Linked DNA regions of Bombyx mori: region 1 is linked to region 2. A link is a contact called in public Hi-C data. All regions are on one chromosome and are shown on one strand. Each heading gives the region's core, a stretch centred on a gene start, on an enhancer-like site or on the middle of the called end of the contact. The rest is flanking DNA. Distances are from core to core; before and after follow the strand shown. Region 1 holds the start of LOC101743302 (protein distal antenna). Region 2 overlaps LOC101743528 (dynein regulatory complex subunit 7).

Region 1 (4,866 bases), core at 1,506-4,005, 92 kb before region 2:
CCTCGATTTTGTCGCCGGGCGTCAGAGCGCGCATAGGTCGCTTACCCTTTGTTGCCATAATGGCCACTCGCTTACTGTAACAAAAAAAAAGAACCGATTACTAATAGAATAAATCATACACGTCGCTTTATATAAATAATTATCACAGTCGAAATTTTCAAAGCAGTAATTTTTTCAACACTCCAACGAATGTATAATGAATGATACAATTCATAAAACGCGTTAAAGACACATTAAAACTCATTGCGAGCACGACCGTAATAATTTCGTTTACAGGAAGCCCATAAAAAACTGTATAAACGTGGCAAGTTGTAAAGTTACGAAAAAGATAAACAAAAAGAAATAAAATTATGACCTACGACAACAGTAGGCGGCAAAAGTTGTCGGGTCGTTGACACGGTGACCTTGCGAGCGGTCTCGGCCCGTTCACTCGGTCACCGCTAGATGGCGCCACACGTATTAAACACGAATGAATTATACGCGAATTTTTGTTTGTCGTTTTTTGTTTATTAGTTTTGTTTATTTATTTCATTGTTTGTTTATGTACACGTGAACTTTTCAAATTTGTGGTTCCTTGTATAACTTATCTATAATAGTAGATCTTGGGATATTAGATCATGTACTTTTGATATGTTATTTCTGTTTCTCTATCGTCCGTCTGTAGCAGAATTATCTTCAATTGTTTTCTAAGTTAACTTCATATTCTTGACTCAGCGGTTGCCTAAGTATTGATGGTATATTGCTAGGCTGCAAGGATGGGCATGAGTTTAGCTTTTTTTTTGCTAGCCTAAGGGGTTATTCCAGCTACATTCGGAATGAGTGAGTGAGCTCGCGGCCTTAACCGGAGAGAATTTGCTGATACTAGTCCTAGCAAGAGCATCGCTTCGCTGAATCGATGGAACGGAATCGCGACCCACTGAGAAGATCCGGCGAGAAACTTAATGGGTTGAGTTTGTGCGTTAGGTTGCATAGGCGATCTGAATAATTTCCCCGCCAAGCAATGTTTTTAGTTTCCATTTGAACGTCACTTTGGTCAATGTCACTTGTTCAGCTTAGGCTCCACGTATTTGGCTCCCGCTACAGAATAATATCGAAATGGGCCGTCACTTCGTGGCCCATGACCAATTAAATAATGTACATTGTGATAATTATGTAGATAGAGAGAGCACCAAGTTTGCCCTGCCTTTTGAAATTTGATTACTTGGCAGTACGTTTAATAACCCGCTGATTATGTGTCAAAATAATTTGGTAATTTGATAAAAAAAAAGTCGGAGCTATCTTTTACTAAAATTAAAAGCAAAGGGAATTTTCTCTAGGAATTACGTCAATAACGCTTTAAACTTTTCGTTTTCCATTATAAAAGAACAAACGTATATTGTTATTGTTAACTATGAATAAAATTGAGTATATTTTGTATGACTTGTTATTGATGTTATTGAACGCATTTGAATTAAATCCGCAAATTGTCTTAAACTCGACGGTGTTCGAATGCGATGTGAATTACATGTGTTCTAATCACATTTTAATTTAAACATTAAAGTGTTCTAGTTGTATAAAAAGGTTTTGTACAGTTTTATGATTGGGAATTTTAAAAAAACAAATATCTTTCATGATGACAATGTATCTTTCGTGATGTATTTATTCTGTTTACGTTGCATCAAAGACTCTTGACTGCCTTAAGGCTTTGAAGGAAGCATTATTTTCATTATATTCTTAAGTTAACTTAACTTTAAATAACTCATTAATTTTGGACATCATTTGCACTAAAACGTTTGAAGCTATATCGTCAATATTGTTATGTTTTCTTTTTTATTTTATTAATAATTGTTATTTAGAAGCGCGCTTTAATATCAAGATGAATAATTGAATAATCATTTTGTTTATTCTACTTATTCCGGATATTAGATCAAAGTAAAAAAAATATAATATTGTATTCAATCGTGCCTCAATGCGTTTGTAAATTTTCAAAATAATCCGGACATTAATTGAAGCCGGTGAAAATTACGGTAAAAGATTCCGTAAAACAAGGGTTAAGCTAATCAAGGTGTTTTTAAAAACAAGATACTTTTAATTTTGAAAAAAATATATATTTTAGGCGTCTTGTATGTATTTCTTTGCATTGCATTCAGATGTCACGAGTCGCCATTTTTTCTTTGCACTATTTTTCTGATATTATTAGTTTAACAGCTTTACCAATTTGATTATTTTCAACGGAATACACTGAGTGATAATTATACAAGTCATTAACTTATTTTTTTATATATTTAAATATCTATGTAGGTACCTACATGAAATTAACATAGAATCGAATTCGATAAAGTTTTACACTATACGTTAAGGTTTGATTCACGAAAGGACTTTTAGATTTTCTATTATTATTCTTTTACACAAACACTTTGTCAGGATTTAAGTTGCTGTATCAGGAAATCGGAGCAGGCTGGACATGAATGAGCAAAAGTTTTGTAAACTTACTTGCGAGCCGGCGTGTGTTTTGTTTACAATTTTTGACAGGGCAGTCGTTATCGCTTTTATGAGCGTACGTTGAATGGACGAATCCCAACCAATAAAAATATAGTGTGGATGCGCAGTGCGCGGCACGTGTCACTGATTTCACAGATGCGTTCACAAGTCACTGAGCGAAGACGCGCGTAACGCGATGCACCGATAGGTACGTACGTCGCGGACCGCGCGAGCCGACTGTGCGCTCGCCGTGATAAGGGCGCCGGGCCGCGGCCGCGTCCGCGACCAGCCTTTGTGTCCGTCCGGCCGCCCCGCGCGCCCCGCACCCGCGCCCCGCCACCGAGCCCCCGCGCGATATTACCCATACACCTTAATTACTCGCCGAGTTGCCGCTCGCTGTCGCACCCAAAAACGAGACTAAACTTTTTTCGTCGCAGGACCGAGAACTCAGAGCTAAAGTTCGTTTCGGACCTATGAGGTTTCTTTAACTTTCCAAGTGCGAAACTTTGAGTCGCAATGTCGTCTCGCGCCTGTCTGTCGCGCGCGTATTAGTTCACAAGTAATTACACTCTCGGCGTTTCTAGCTCGCGTACCGAAAAACGAGTTCAAACAATCTTTAAAAACATTAAATAAAAAATTGAACTTGATATGCCGCGTAGAGTATCGTAGATGATGTCTACGCCGGGCTATGTTTGTCTTTCATTGCGTAGCACCCAAGTTGCGCGGATCATTTATTCTCTTGCTCAAATACACCGATGCTATTGTATTATAACGTAATAAGCATTAGCTAAATACCATCGTTATGCGTTTTTAACAGTGTGTAAGTGAGGTTTTAATCTAAACGTGAATATATTAGCCGCGAACAATGCGTCTGCCTGGTCTATGGTCTAACAGACGATCCCACTTGTGCACGCGTCGAAGGAAATGAAAGTGTATATACTTGTGTGTTACCTGTATCGGTCGGTGAAAGCGCGGCTAGACTTGCATATTTTGATGATGTTAAGCAAGAACTTAATGATGCGACTTAATTCCTTTTACGAAGTATACTGTACGAATTTTACTGATTACGGTAGGCGCGTTTTTTTTTAGGGGGGAAAGATTATGAATGGACCGAATGGCTTCTCTAGTTACACTAGGATATGTGGGGGAATTTTGGGCTCAGCTGGGAGGAGTGAGATATGTAGCTGTCCGAAAACCTCCGAAGAAGGCTTAGCAGCTCGAGGGCAGCTGCTTCGCGAATGCACCAACTACCGGAATGAAATCGCGCGCATTGACTGTAGAATGACAGCAATAACTTAAGATTCGGTTGACCGTGGGCTGGACGTCGAAAGCGATGAGCTTACTGTGCTTAAGAGCAGTTGGTTGGTTTTGTGAGTCCATGCGGGTCGGTACATTTTTCCTAGTTAATTGTTGGTACCCTAAAGAACAATTCAAACTACTTACAGATCGGTAGCTGGGTCCACGGGCTCTAGTAAGATTAATGCTTCACTGAATTTACCACCTGATCGGAATCGCGATCCACTGAGAAGATTCGGTAAGAAACACAGTGCGTTCTGTCTATGGGCTAGTTCGCACGTTGACTCTTCATCGTAATCGACGAGTTCGACGATGACCTGTGCTTTTTTTTTTCTACCTAACCTTAAGCCTTGAGAAGCTATGCCAGCGTATCCTAACAAGTAGGTAAGCTTCACGGGGCTCAAACTAGCAAGAGCAGTGCTTCGCAGAATCTACCACCGGATCGGAAACGCGACCCACCGAGAAGATCCGACAAGAAACTCAGTGGGCTGTGTTTGTGGATTAATTTGCTCGCCCTTCGTCGCAAGCGATGGGTTCGACGAGAACGATGACCGTTGCTTGAGGTACCTAAAAGCACTGAGAGTAGATCCTGAGGATCCGGCATGACATGTTTTGGGCGACGGTAGCTTTGCTACGTGTGCTATTTTGCCTTTTAAACAGTTAAGTTTAATGTCTTTTTATGGATCTAGATCGACGGGCAATCTCAATGCTCAATTATGTTTTGGACCCGCGAAAATCGATGAAAGTAGGTACGATATATAAAAAAATGTTTTTGGGATAAGGGAGGCAGTTCTGGTGACCTGTAAGCCTTTCCATTTTTACCATGACATTTGGACGAATACAGGGCTCACCTAGGAGACATGGGATTTGCTAACAGCTGCCTGAGCGCCTCCAAAGGAGACCTAACTACTCAGGAACAACTGCTTCGCGCATGAATCTACTATCGGATCGGAATCGCGACCCGCTGAGAAGATCCGGCGAGAAACTCAGCGGGTCGATGTATGGGTTAGACATATGAATTCTTCTATTTTATTATCTCATTTATTGTTTCGTTTTGTTAATGCCGGGTGTGAAGAAGACGCTAATGCGAGCAGGGGGCATCTTAAAAAG
Region 2 (4,679 bases), core at 1,400-3,899:
GTATAGGCTGCTAATGCTATACTATATAGTGCTATAGTATAGCGTAGTCTGAAAGCGGCTTTAGACGCCCGGTGCATTCGTATCGAGTGATGCAAATCCGTATCGTTATCCCAAAAATCACGAGAATCTTGATGCCAATGCTATGTCCAAAATCAATAAATATCCTATGTAGCTATAAAGTAACTATCCTGGCATGGTCGCCATGTGGTGGGGTTTGGTCACGATAAATTAGAAGAGTTGTAATAATACGTCCATTTAGCTTGAAGGTCCGGTTTATTGTGTAAAAAGGTATAATTAGTTACAAGACAGTAGTTCTGAAGAAGCACTTTAAATAAGGCTGTTTACATACCTGAATGGTTACACAATACAATCGGTGTTCTAATACCGCAGACAGGTACCAATTTTTGTAATGAAATTGGAATTGCTTAGATGAGTGGACAAGCTGATCGCCCACCTGGTGTTAAGTCGTTACCTGAGCTCATAGACATCAACTACGTAATTCCGCCACCCAACTATTCCCTGGTAGCCTAAGAGGCTATTCCAGCAACACCCGGACGAGTAGGTGAGCTCATTGGCTCAGCCTGAGAGAATTTGCTAACACTAGCCCTAGCAAGAGCAGTGCTTCGCTGAATCTATCATCGGATCGGAATCGCGACCCATTTAGAAGATCCGGCGAGAAATTCAATGGGTTAGTCAGTCATAGTAGAATTACTTTTGCACCGACGTTTTTAACACGCTTCCCCATGTGTTTGTTTATCAAAGTATTTCAACGTAATTTTTATAATAAAATAGCTGACCCGGCAGACTTCGTAGTGCCTTAATCGATAAATAAAAGACCTAAACTTTTGTATGAAATAAACTTAAAACAAACAAAAGGAACCCGTCCGACGGGGGACACATCAAAGGAAAAACAAAATTGTTATTTTTATTTAATTCCGAGCATTTTCATATTTATCTACGTTTTAAACCTTCTCTGGACTTCCACAAATAATTCAAGACCAAAATCAGTCCAGCCATTCTCGAGTTTTAGCGAGACTAACGAACAGCAATTCATTTTTATATATATAGATAGATAAAGATAATTATCCACGTAGCAGTGTTTACTATTTTAATTTAGATCATACTTACAATTATTAACATAAACACATGTACATTGTTAGCTAATGTTTTTAGTTACATCCACCTTTATGTTTTTTTTCTCTTAATGAGAAATTGACGTCATCAGCCGACAAACGTGTAGGTTCCGAAGTGAAGCCATATCATTTTGTGATTGTTCGTTGTGAAGCGAGTGAGCTCCGAGTTCGCGAGTTGTGTACGCGATGTTTTGTACACAAGCAATAAACGAATACAGAGCGTTCGATGCTCAGAAATTCCAATTTTATGTAATGCGTCTGCGATTCGCAAAGACTGAAGAAAATACTATATTATTTTTAGCGATTTCATTTTTTTTATTGCCCTTATAGGCAGAAGAACATACAACCCACCTGATGGTGAGTGGTTACCGTTGCCTATGAACGTCAACAATGCTAAGCTGCTTCCTTTTTTTTTTTTTTTCGGGCCGGGCCCGAACCTCTTACGAGTTCTCCGCGCATAAGGGGCGCGCGGGGTATGTGAGACTCAACGATCTGCAGGTGTTGAGAGCAGATCGCGGGCCCAAGGATTTTAGGGCCCACCCACTAAACGACTCCCCTGCACTCTTACACCCGACGTCCGATCTCCGTCCGGGGTCAGAACCCGGTCAGAGTAGGGGGGTTCCCGCGGTCAACACTACAACCAGACACGCGGCGCCACCCCGAGGACACCCGACTGACGGGTCGTCGAGGCGATAGTCGACGACCAACGACGTCGGTCTCCGCGGTACGGCAGCCCTACCAGGCCGCCCAGGCGATGCCACTGGTGTTCCGGGATACCCCGCTGGGCCAGAATCAGCCTGCCGGTTCGGAACGCGATACATCGCCGACCGGGTTGCTCTTCCACAGTATGTTCGGCGACGACAGCGACGATGAAAATGCGGACCGCATCGCAGTCCGCAGCCGCCGTCGCGTCGTCCCGTCCTCCTGGTGCCAGCGCGCTAGACTGACGGTAGCGTGCGGCGCAGCCTCAACTCCCTGAGGTCGCCCCTTGACCATCACCGGGAGGAGACTGCCTCCTCATAGGGGCCTTATAGGCAGAAGAACATACAACCCACCTGGTAGTGAGTGGTTACCGTTGCCTATGAACGTCAGCAATGCTAAGCTGCTTCCTACCGTAACTTTTTTTATGGCGTACATCATATCGTAAAGTGTTAATTCGGGAACGCTTCAGATAAATTTAACAAATATTTACCTGAATGGCCGGCATTTTTCAGTGGCTTTGGAAAAACATCAGCACGACGTTCCTTTATTAAAGGTTAATAGACAGCTCATCGATGAGAACAGAGAGCAACATCATATTGTGAATTCGGTCGTACTATATTGTCTTAATACTTATGAGTACCACAGCAACAACAGTAAAGGTTATTCATCAGGCAGACTTCAATAAAAATAAAATATTATTATCTTGATTAGGTTTTATCTTTAATAAAGCCTCGTCTATGCCTTCTGTTCGTTTCATGGGTTGTGTGGGTCGCGGGCGCCGCGTCCGGTCGCTCGCCATCGCTCCAGGATGATCGGAATCGTTGACACCGCGCCAGCCGCCTCGCGGAGGAATGACCGCGCCTCGTTAATTGTCGACTCACCTTCGCGCAAGGGCGGCCCCTCCGCCCCCGCGCCTCGCACCCGCGCCTCGCACCCGCCCCACACCCGCCGCTCACATCTAGGGCTCCTACTTTATAACTGATCTTCGAATACATAAGAAACACAATGAAACATGTACGTATTCTACAAGACGTAGAGATCAAGAGCAAAGGCGAAACGTATTTAAAGAAACTAGAGGTCCCGCAGTAGTCGAAATTCGACTATAATTAATTGGAATTGTAAGTTTGTACACTATTATGATTGTATTTTATACTTCTATAATCACAAATTTCGCCAAGGCTACATTATAAAAAAATATTAAGAAAGACAAACAATATTTAATCTATTCTCAATTTGACCACATACGTTCAGAACAAAAGTTTGACAATAAATAGTATGCATGCGTGTGTGTGTCAAATACATGGTACCTATGTAGTGTGTGTAATGTTTTCTTTATTGATTTAATGTATCTTTTATGCATTATTTAAAAAAAATATTAGCATTGTGCACTTCTTCTCTATATTCTCTATAAGTGTGGAAAATTTGATACTCCTCCGTCCGCGCAATTTTCGTAAAAAGGGATACAAAGTTTTTGCTTCACGTATTAATATATAGATTATCAAATAATAATATTCATTTGCTCAGCTGAACAAAAATAATTGTTAATTTATCGGACTTTTATTGAAACAGCAATGTAACGCGCTGCTAACACGCCCTGCACTCTCTCCAATCTTTAAATTGTCCATATCATAATTTATAATCGTGATAAATTGCATGAAAATTGTTCAATGCAACAACTATTAGTATTCCCCCCTATTTCTGCCGTGAAGCAGTAATGTGTTTCGGTTTGAAGGGTGGGGCAGCCGTTGTAACTATACTGAGACCTTAGAATTTATATCTCAAGGTGGGTGGCGCATTTACGTTGTGGATGTCTATGTGCTCCAGTAACCACTTAACACCAGGTGGGCTGTGAGCTCGTCCACCCATCTAAACAATAAATAAATAAAAGTCGCCTACTTTTTATTCAAGTTTTTAGACGAGCATACCTGAGGGCGAGTGGTTACCTTCGCCCATGGATTTCAGCAATGCCAGGGGCAGAGCCAAGACGCGGCCTACCGACCAAGCCGCTGCCTACCGAAATTTCCGAAAGCACCGTCCTTCCTTTTCCCTACACCCTATATACTTGTGCTTACATAAATATTAATAATTGATTTCGTCACTGTCGTCCTCCGATAGCTAATTTCTTGATAGGACGTCCAATTAGTACAGGCAACGATAGCTCCACCAGCCTACCCCGTTAGGAAGCAAAAGATCTTATCGCGAGATATGAAGATTCCCGCTAGGACTCTGTCCCGTATTATAAAACAAGACCTGAAGCTCGGTGTTTATCGTCGCTATACAGGACATGCCCTAAATCAATCTTTACAATTAAAGCCATGCCCTGCTCTAAAGCCTTGTTCGGACTAGGCGAGTATTTTAGTCGAGTACCGAGTTATTTAGTGGCTAAACTACTCACTACTCGCCCGAAAAAATAGAGCAAAATGGATTGACTTGACTAAATTATTTACTAACCTACTCGACTAAATTTGTGGTGCTCAGACACATTTAGCTACTAAATTACTCGTACTCGACTAAAATACTCGCCTAGTCCGAACAAGGCATAAGCGACACGGCGACATTGAGTCCCTTAAAAAATCTTTGGAGCAAGCAGTGGCGAAATTTCCCTTGGAAGCAGTGCTTAAATCTATAGAATCGTGGCCAAACAGATTAAAGGCCTGTATAAAAGCCAAAGATGGCCATTTCGAATAGAATTTTTTTTTTTGCTGAGACTTTAATAAATATGTAGATATACATTTTAGGGATATTACATTATACTTCATTAAAAAAATATATTCATTTGTAGCAGTACTTAAGCAAAGCAGGCCTGTTGGAACAGGGTTCGACCTCACGGCTCACAATGGCTAC

The links. A called contact is a pair of places that touch in the nucleus more often than the background predicts.
Region 1: a contact with region 2 is called in a Hi-C map of posterior silk gland, with 1.6 times the contacts expected there. The contact joins the promoter of LOC101743302 here to the enhancer-like site in region 2.

What each region holds. Positions count from the first base shown.
Region 1 is chr25:3,762,932-3,767,797 of ASM3026992v2, reverse strand. LOC101743302 (protein distal antenna) reads right to left here and starts at 2,755. Exons shown (of 2, transcript XM_004923305.5): 1 at 2,473-2,755; 2 at 1-74. The coding sequence starts at 58. The region is part of intron 2 of LOC101743528 (dynein regulatory complex subunit 7); the gene reads left to right.
Region 2 is chr25:3,671,426-3,676,104 of ASM3026992v2, reverse strand. All of the region lies in intron 2 of LOC101743528 (dynein regulatory complex subunit 7), which reads left to right. Among protein-coding and RNA genes, the nearest start is that of LOC134201449, 53 kb to the right of the region's middle. Within about 2 kb of position 2,649, at least 7 of the 8 cell types and tissues checked have open chromatin away from gene starts, as enhancers often do.